Regions from separate parts of the Mus musculus genome. Here region 1 is linked to region 2. Evidence: chromatin contacts called from public Hi-C data. All regions are on one chromosome and are shown on one strand. Each heading gives the region's core, a stretch centred on a gene start, on an enhancer-like site or on the middle of the called end of the contact. The rest is flanking DNA. Distances are from core to core; before and after follow the strand shown.

Evidence for each region. A called contact is a pair of places that touch in the nucleus more often than the background predicts.
Region 1: a contact with region 2 is called in a Hi-C map of cerebral cortex, with 7 times the contacts expected there. The contact joins two enhancer-like sites. A contact is called at or near these places in 11 of 484 Hi-C or Micro-C datasets (the N1E-115 cell line, bone marrow-derived macrophages, brain and 7 more) and 2 of 115 datasets of contacts at active chromatin or transcription factors (bone marrow-derived macrophages and craniofacial prominence).

Annotation. Positions count from the first base shown.
Region 1 is chr2:28,375,064-28,379,790 of GRCm38.p6, reverse strand. All of the region lies in intron 2 of Gm13373 (a long non-coding RNA gene), which reads left to right. Among named protein-coding and RNA genes, the nearest start is that of Gm13373, 27 kb to the left of the region's middle. Within about 2 kb of position 1,475, at least 18 of the 459 cell types and tissues checked have an H3K27ac peak or open chromatin away from gene starts, as enhancers often do. A contact at or near this core is called in the N1E-115 cell line and cerebral cortex, where this site is marked.
Region 2 is chr2:28,270,854-28,275,233 of GRCm38.p6, reverse strand. No RefSeq gene overlaps it. Among named protein-coding and RNA genes, the nearest start is that of Olfm1, 67 kb to the right of the region's middle. Within about 2 kb of position 2,878, at least 19 of the 459 cell types and tissues checked have an H3K27ac peak or open chromatin away from gene starts, as enhancers often do. A contact at or near this core is called in the N1E-115 cell line and cerebral cortex, where this site is marked.

The DNA.
Region 1 (4,727 bases), core at 226-2,725, 110 kb before region 2:
AAGACTGTCCACCATGTCTGCTTTGTAGTAAGCCCTATGGACTCATTCCTTCCCCATGATGGACTTGAGCTTTGGTTTGTCACTGGGACCTTAGAAGGAGGGGGAATTGTCTGGGGCCAATGTGGTAGGATGTGGCCAGGATGTGTGTAGATGGTCACATGTTGGAGTTTAGCAGCCTATGGCCATTTCAGCAGAAAGCATAGAGATTTGAGGTCCACCTTACAGTCACTGTCTTAAACTGATAATGCCTAGGGAAGATTTATCACTGGCTTTTATGGTCTCCGTAGGTATCCAGTCTTTTTCTCTAGTTGTCGACAGGTATATGGAGTGTCGCATTAGAGCATGACCACAAGAGCAGAGATATCAGGACAAGAAGCAGGGAGAGAGAAAAAGGAATAAATAAAGGAGACTGCTTGAGGCTATGAAGAGCAAGGCAGGGTGATAGCAAGAGGCTAGCTCCCCTGCTCATTGGATGCTGTTTCCCAGGGTTGGGTCCCAAGTGCCTTTGTCATGTGTGATGCTACAGTCAAAACCCAAGCAGCAAGGAGTCACCTGGAGGGAGTGTTCCCGGCACAGAGAAGAAAGATGGGCTACAGGGGACCAAGGCCACCCACTCTTTTCTGCTCCTTCTTATATGAGGAGTTAAGGGTATCAGAGGCTAAGGAGGTATGTCCTGGAGGCCTAGGCTGGCAGCAGAACCAATGAGAGCCTCTTGGGAGTGGTCAGCACAGGGCTGATGTCCAGTGCTCCTGATGTCTGCTTTGAATCTCCCACCCCAGGCCTTTCCCCACTTTTGCTCACCCAAGAACAAGTGAAGCCTCTTTCTGGGCTGCTCAGCTGGGAGACTGGCCCCTGGGCGGGGCATGTACTTATCTATTCAGGGAAAGGGTCCCTCCAGTGCCAGGGTATGCTTATAGTTGGACAGTAACCCCAACTGTCCCAAACTTCTGTTCCAAGGACATTGGACTGTTGGCCACGTCAGGAGCCCTCTTGAGGGAGGGGACTGTGTTGAGGTCTCAAGGTGAGATGGGTGGGCCCCATAGAGGGGGCAGGGTGAGTTGCGTTTGATAAGCTGCAAACACAGGGAAAAGAAGCCCCGGGGGCTGTGGCAGCGGGAGCGTGGAACAGATAGGAAGCCAGGTTAGGTGTGTGCGAGCGTGTGTGTGTGTGTGTTGGGGTGTGGCAGGTTCTGTTCTCAAGAGGGTGGGGCACATGCTGGGGACTTCCAGCAAGTCTGTGTGGTGACAAAATACACAGAGAGGTGGGAGTGGAGGAGAAAGAGGAGTCAGTGCAGTGGAGCACAGGAGAAGGCTGGTGTCTATGGTGGAGGGAGAGACTCAGCTCAGACTGGGCACCTGGAGGAGCCAGAGTGGGTTCATGACTGGGACCAGAATTGGGACCTGGGGCTGAGAAGCCCTATGTCACTCTGTACAGATAATACTGATGGGGGCTGGAGCCAGGCAAGGTGGCCAGATGAGGAGGTGGGGCTAGAGGGTGGCAGGATCAGCAGGCACTGCTTCTAGAAGGGAGTGGCCAGCAGCTATCTTGAGCTACAGAGGCCGGGGGTGGGGGTGGGGGGGAGATGCATAGCAGGCTGTGGTGGTCCCAGGGAGCTGCGGGTGGAAATGCTTTGGGTCTAGGCACCAGATTGGAGTGGGCTGGGGAGCTTGTGGGAGGTGAGAAATGGAGACAGTGGGTGCCACTGATGCTTCCAGACTTTCTCTTTCCTCCCCCACCTCTCTCTCTCTCTCTCTTTCTCTCTCTCTCTCTGTTATTCTACTGTTTTATTGTTCTATTTACACAACTAGTACAGAGAGTGTTCTAGAAAGTCAGCTTAAATGCACATAAGGAACACATAAGTTTGTAGGGTCATCATAGGCCACTAAGTCCACGGAGGCACACTGACTGCAGGGAATCCCCAAGCCCAAGGCTGTGGCCCCAAAACTCAAGTGACTATTTATAGGGAGTTGGCCCCACTCTAGATACAGCCAGGGCTATCTTCTGAGACCACTCAACAAGGAACACAAGCTCCTAAAAGCACAAGCTGTGAATGGGGGCATTTCTGGGGGGTGGGGAGGGGTGTGTGCTATTCTCCCAAGGTGGTATTGTTTGGAGGGGTGGGTGTGAAGTGCAGATCATTACCTTTAGGGTAGAAATATGACAGTGTTTAAAATCTAGTGGGACGAGTTCTGTTGAGCAGGGGATATTGGTTGAGAGAGGAGGACATGCTGGGTGCCAGTCTCTGGAGGAGACAATATCTGCCTCCCTCACAGGCCTGAATATCTGTGTGGCCACTGACCCCATAGATGCCATGATGTCCAGCCCAGGGCAAGCTCCCACAGGGCTTAGCTTTGCAGTGTCTAAGTCAGCAGGATTTGCAGATTTGATAGTGATCTGGGGTTTCTGTCTGCTCCAGAGCACGATAGGACTTGGGGTAGAGTAACGGGTAAAGGACATTTTGGTTCTCATGGGTGCAAACAGGCCCCTATCTGGAGCTCTCTGGTATCAACATGTATACACACACATACATATCTGTACTTAGGCACAATGTATACCTACTGTACATATGTGTTCATCTGTGCAGGACAAAGAACCTTACACACATGTACACCTACCACTCATACAAGCACATCTACCAAACACACCAACAATACATGCAAATATCATGTATTCACATGCAAACATGTGTTCACACTCACCTCACACACATGCATACCCACCAAGCATATAGGATAAATACGAGGCATGCAGACACAGCCACCAACTATACTCACATATGTAAACACAGGTATATCAGGCACACAAGCTCACTTATCTCATACATGCATATCCACAGACATGCACACTCACAAGCATACCCATCAGGTACCCCTATATACATGCACACCCATTAGGTACCCTTATACACACGCACATCCACAATGCATAGACTCAGACTCATTAAGCACACAGGTATATGTAACTTTAATTTTTTAAAACCTATTTTTAATGCTTGTTCTTAAATGTTTTAACCTCCCTTGTAGCCCACCACCCACTAGAGGTAATGGAAAAGAAAGGATATGGGGGAGGGGACATGGACCTGTTTAGAAAGGTTCTTTGGAGCAACTCCTGTCTGTGTTGTCTGGAAATCGGCAGTTCAGTTCACAGGTCAGTAGGTAGCAGCAGTTTGATCCACTCACAAATACTTCACAGATACACAGCAGTCCAGTTCTGTAGAGTTGGGTTAGCAACAGCGGTGACAGGACCTAGAGACAGCCAGGCCTCAGCCTCTGCTTGAGTCAGTAGGAGGGGCCAACAGGAACACCAGGAGTTCTCAGCTGTGTCTCTCTAAGGGAAGAGAAGATCAGCAAAGACTCGAGACCTACAAGCATTGCACAGCTAGCTGTACAACAAGCCAAGCTCTGTCTCCGTCACTGTGGAGTCCTATTTCTACCCTCCAAACATCACGTGTCCTCCACGTGCCTTGCCTCAGCACTGTGCATCGAGTCAGCCCAAGTCTGAGGAGTCCTGACAAATTCAGCTCAACTACACAATGTAAGGCAGACCAATACATGTGTGTTGTTAGCACAGAATCCTTCATCACGTGCCCTTTCACATGTTTGCCTTAGCAGAACATCCTTTCTCCTGTGCCTGCTTCAGCTAAACGTTCCTTCACAAGTCTGCCTTAATCTTTCACTTGTATCTGTTTCAGGAAAACACTCCTTCAACGTGTTTGCCCCAGCAAAATACCATCCAATCGACTTTCCAAAAAACCTTTAAGTTTCTACTTCAGGTATACCTGCCATGCAGGAAGGCACACCTATTATGTCCATATATATATATATATATATATATATATATATATATATATATACACACACCACAAATATGCACATTTACCACACCACATACCTGTTGCCATGCATGTATGCATATCTCCCACACACATGCTCATGTACGTACATACATGCATATCCATCCTACATTCACACCCACCATACACATGCCACTGTCATGCACATGGAACACCCTCTACATGTACACATGAGCTCTGAGTGGAGATGAGATTCAAAACAAAAAGGAACAGCTTTTGATTTTCTCTGTCCAAATGGTGCCACTTTCCCTGGCCATGCTGGGGTGTCACATGTAAGAGTCTGGGGGGCCAGGTGGGCTCTTAGCAAACATCATCTCTCACTGGATGGTACTGCTGCCTTGCCAGTGTGACCTGTAGCTTCTGGCATCTGACAGCAGAGAACACCCAGTGCTCACATCTTCCTGCTGGCACACCGAGGCTCTGACAAGGTTGCAGTTGTCTTTGTCTGTGCCCATGTCTCCAAGTTCCTCTTTGACTGTTGGGCTGCAAGACCCGGAAAGGCTAGCATTGCTGTGAAAAGAGCAGTGTTCTGCACCAGAAGATGCTGAGTCAGGCTGGCCCTCAGTGAAGGTTCTTGTCCTGGCCAGTGAATGAGTGGTCTAGCATTCTCCCACCTTGTCCACAGGCTGCGGTCTTCACTGAGCAAATGGGAAGGCTACAATGTGTAGCCTGTTAGGCTACAATGTGTCTTTTACTCAAGGTTGGAGCCTTAGACAGACAAAGGGTTGGGGAAGATTGTTACACATAAAAGAAAGGTCTCAGTCTACCCGAGTCAGAAAAACTCTGTGGCCCAATAGACCAGACTTCCAGCCTTGGGCTCTGCTGCTGGCCTAGGGTCTTCCTGGACGACTGACTGGCCAGCTCCATCCAGTCC
Region 2 (4,380 bases), core at 1,629-4,128:
TGTGCCAAACAACACAGCAGCTTGGGGAGGCAGAACCTAGGGAATTTGACTGAGCTTATCCCACACTGCCGATGCGGTGGGAAAGTGCAGTCTGAGGTGTGGGAAAGCCAGGGCTGGCTTGGGGGGTCACTGGGACTTCGAGCAGGTCAAGGCCATGGGGTTCTCAGACCCTTGAATACCCAGGCACCACTGGGAATTGTGGAAGAGAGAATGGAGTTGGGGGGTACGTGGGCTGGGCCTAGCTTGGGGCAGGGGGTGGGGGAAGGGGAGCTCTGGCTCATCCCTCAGGGAGAGTCCTTGGCTTGATGGTGGCAGTCTTGGCAGTGGTTGTGGCTAGGGGTGCAGAGAGGCCTTCTACAGGACATTAGGCAGCAGCTCTGTAGGTAAAGGCCTTCTCCATGGCTCCCCAGAGCAGATCCCAATGAAAAGAGGCAGTCTGTGGTTCCAAATCATTTAATGCCATGGTGGAAAGTGGATGCATAAAACCATACCTTACTTCTCAGTGTGGGTCTGAGATTAAATACCTTTTGCAGGGAGGAATGTCTGGGAAGGGAAGCTTATTGGCTATGCCCTCCAGGCCTCTAGGTACCTCATTAGCATGGAGATCTCTGACTTGAGCCTACTTGACCACAGGTCACATCTCTTTTCCTATTGCCTTGGTCTGAGATGTTAGGGATGCCTCATCTACATGAGGGAGGGCTTGGGTGTTGTCCTTATGAGACTGATGGCCATAAATCCCTGGGGGGGCTGAGGCTACATGGCAGGACCTGGTACCTGGGAACAGGAAAAGCTCCTGCCATCCCTTCAGGGTCTCCCAGGCTTCAAAGTCTTTAGCTCAACCGAGGACCAGGTTACCTTTCATAATCCACAGAATCTGATCCCTCATTTCTATCTGGATCAATGGAAAAACCCATATTCATGTCACTTGTCCTATGCCCCAGCCAGGCATGCAGAAGGGCCCTGGGCAGTGTCAACGTGGGCACGCTGGCACCATTTCACATTCTTTAGCATTTTGCAGACTGTTGTGGGACTAGGCTCCTCTTGAGTGCGACCAGGCCAACCAGGCATGCAGCTCTGCCATCTGGCAAGGGCCTCCAGTCCCACCACAGAGAGCAGGGAAGAGAGTCAGTGTCACACACCTCTATTGGCAGGGACTTCCTGTTTCTCATTGTCCAGAACAAGTCACATTATCCTTTGCCCCTTCTCCCCACCTCAAGACGCTGAACCATATAAACTCTCAGGACCTACTACTTAGCGGATCTAAGGAATGGGTTCGTGACCATCTCTTCCTCCAGCTCGGGGTGGGTGATAATAAATATCATAATAAACTTTATTTATTTACATTGTATACATATGAGGTTTTATTTTGTTTTGTTTTGCTTTTGTTTTTGTTTTTGTTTTTGTTTTTTTTTGTTTTAGCAGGCATCTATACATGTGCCTCACATGTGCCTTTAGAAGCCAGGAGAGGCAGGGGATCCCCTGGAACTGGAGTTACAGACAGTTGTGAGATGCCTCTGTGTGTGTGTGTGTGTGTGTGTGTGTGTGTGTGCTAAGAACTGAACCTGGACCTTCTGCAAAGCAGCCAGTGCTTTTAAATGCTAAGCCATCTCTCCAGCCTCAGAGTCATCATTTAAATGAAGGTTGGTTCCAGGTGGGTTTTGCCCTGCCAGTATGGCCTGGAAGGCCTAGTGCCCACTATTTAGGCCGGCATTTAGAGGCATTTCTGAGTGGGTGAGTGGACAGTGGCCTCGGGATGCTGGGCTGTGGTGGATCCCTGGAGAGAAGAAAGCTGTGATATTATGACCCAGCAGGTGATGGATTGCTCTGAGAGTGTCCTGCTGACCCCAGGCCGAGGGGAAGGAATGAGGCGCTGATGATGGATGACTGGGGAGAGCTGTTTAATTTCCCAAGACCACCTGCCACTCTGTGGCCGTCATTTTCTGTGCCCTGTCCATCCATCAAGTACCCGTGAGGCCAGAGGCACTTCTAATCTCACTGCCGAGGAGTCCTTGAATTGTGGTGAGAGGGGAGATGGGTGCCCTTCTAGGTAGCAGAGATGAGAATATAACTAAACAGGGGGGAAGATCTGACCATTCAGGTTGGCTCAAACAACATGAAAGACCAGCAGTTCATCGGCAGGGGATTGGTGGCATCCACATTTACTCCTTACCTAGCCACAGCAGAGCAGTGTGCCTGGCCCACACAGAGCTTCCTGTTGTTGGGAGAACGCACAGGAACTCATCTGGGTGACACTTTCCTCTGCACGGACTGTGATTGCATACGCTGCTTTTGCAAAGTGGGACAAAGGCTTGGTTGTCTCTCTGCCCACTCTACCCCATCCCATCGACTTGGCAGAGGTGTTGCGTGTGTGCATGTTTTAAATGGAGGCTGCTGCTTTCTCTCTGTTGGCAGAGAGCAGCCAAAGAAGGCAGTGGATGCCCCATATGTTAAGGAAAACGCAGTTGGGGGGTGGTACAGTGTCCCTCCTTCTAGGTCCCTTCTCTAAGTCCTGTCCCTGTAGCCTGTTTGAATAGCAGGTAGTTGTTAAGTCCAACCCAGGTTAGTCTCTGGCCCATCCCACCATTCTGATCCCTTAGCACCAAGCCACTAAATTTACTGTTCTAGATGATTCAGCCACAGCAGCTGCCTCCAGCCTCCCCTTCAACGATGTGTCGATTGCCAGCTTTAAAAATAGCTTAATTGTTTTTCCTGATTATAAAACTAATCCATACTTGTTGCCAGAAAAGTTCAGGAAACAGAGTTTGCTGAAGACCCCCCCCCCCACACTCGCTGCACCCCTCTTTCTGTGAGGGAGGAGAAGAACATGATGGGTACTACACAGACAGCACACCCGCACTGTCACAAGTGAGGACAGCCGCCTCCAATACGAAGCAGGTGGAGCCCGGGTGGCTTTTTTGATTCAATTTGGTTGTTTAAGTCTAGCTGTTTAGCTATTCTTTGAGGATTTCATACATGGATACAATGTATTTTGGCCATATTCTGGCCTGAATCCACTCTCCAATTCCTCCCTGGGATGCTTTCCTCCTGCTCCCAACTTCTTGTCTTCTTTTAAAAAAAGATTTGTTTTTATTATTTTTAATTATGTGTGCAGATGGGGGGGGGGGTGCCGCATAGTACAGATGCAAGTATCTGCAAAGGCTGGAGGCATCAGATATTGTGGAGCTGAGTTCCAGAGGGCTGTGAACCACCTGACTTGAGCACTGGGAACTGAAAATCCCCTCCCCTTCCTCTTCCCTCTCCCTCCCCTCCCTCCCTTCCTCTTCCTTTCTTCCTTTCTTCTTTTCTTCCTTTCCCCTTCCCCCCCCCCTCTCTCTCTCACTGAGCCTAAGTATCACTGCCCAAATGCACACAGAAAAGGAGTCATTCACTGGACATTGGAAACCTACTATGGGCACCCTGTAAGAGACCATCAGCTTCTTAGCTAGGGGTGAACCCTCACAAAGCCCTCCCCTCCCACTCCTGTTGGTGCTGGGCTGTTGCCTGCAGGTCCTATGCAGACCACCACATCTGCTAAGAAGCCGTGAGTGGAGCTGCCATGTCAGGTCCAGAAGACACTGTTTGGTAGCCTTGTCCCCAATTTCTGGCTCTTACAATCTCTCCATCTTGTCTTCTGTAATGTCCCCTAAGCCTGGGTGGGAGGAGTTGTGATATAGAGACATGAATCCGTTTTTCTAATGGTTACAGTTGTGACTTTAGTCAAGGCAGGGAGCTTTGAGCTTTCTTTTCTCCTTAGGAGACAGGGCCTTCTGATTGTTTGCCCACTGGGGTGTGACCTAAGGCTTTGGTGACACCCACTGTTACACATAGGATCTGCTTCTCACCTAACCCACACTGGTGTCCTATGTGGTCCCCACTTCTATGACGTCCTTGCAAAGATACTGTGAGGGACAGAACCCTCACATCACAGACTCCATGTGGGGCTTGCCAGGCCTTTCTCAGCTTCCTCTTGCAAACAATAGAATTTACTCTCCTGTTTCCTACCTCCTGGGTGACTTCTCTAAGTCACTTCCTGGAATAAGAAGGCTAGTGTCCCTGGGTCCCTGCTGGTGAGGCTGGTAGGATGTTTGAAAAAGAGATCGGATAATGCCAACCAAACTCTTAGAAAGCAGGAAGGGTTGGAGTGAATGGAGGGGCCAGATGGAAATCACAGGCCCACAGCTGTCTGGGACCACACTTACCTTCACCAGCCAGAGGGCCCACAGCCATAATCCAGTGGCTCAGACGACCCTTCCATCAGCCACCTCCTACCAGTTTTTTTTTCTAAAAACTGGAATAGAAATCAACCTACTTTCCAGGTTCTAGGAGAACAGGTGCTCAGAGAGAAAGAGCACTGGGCCAGGCAGGCAGCTGTACTGGGCC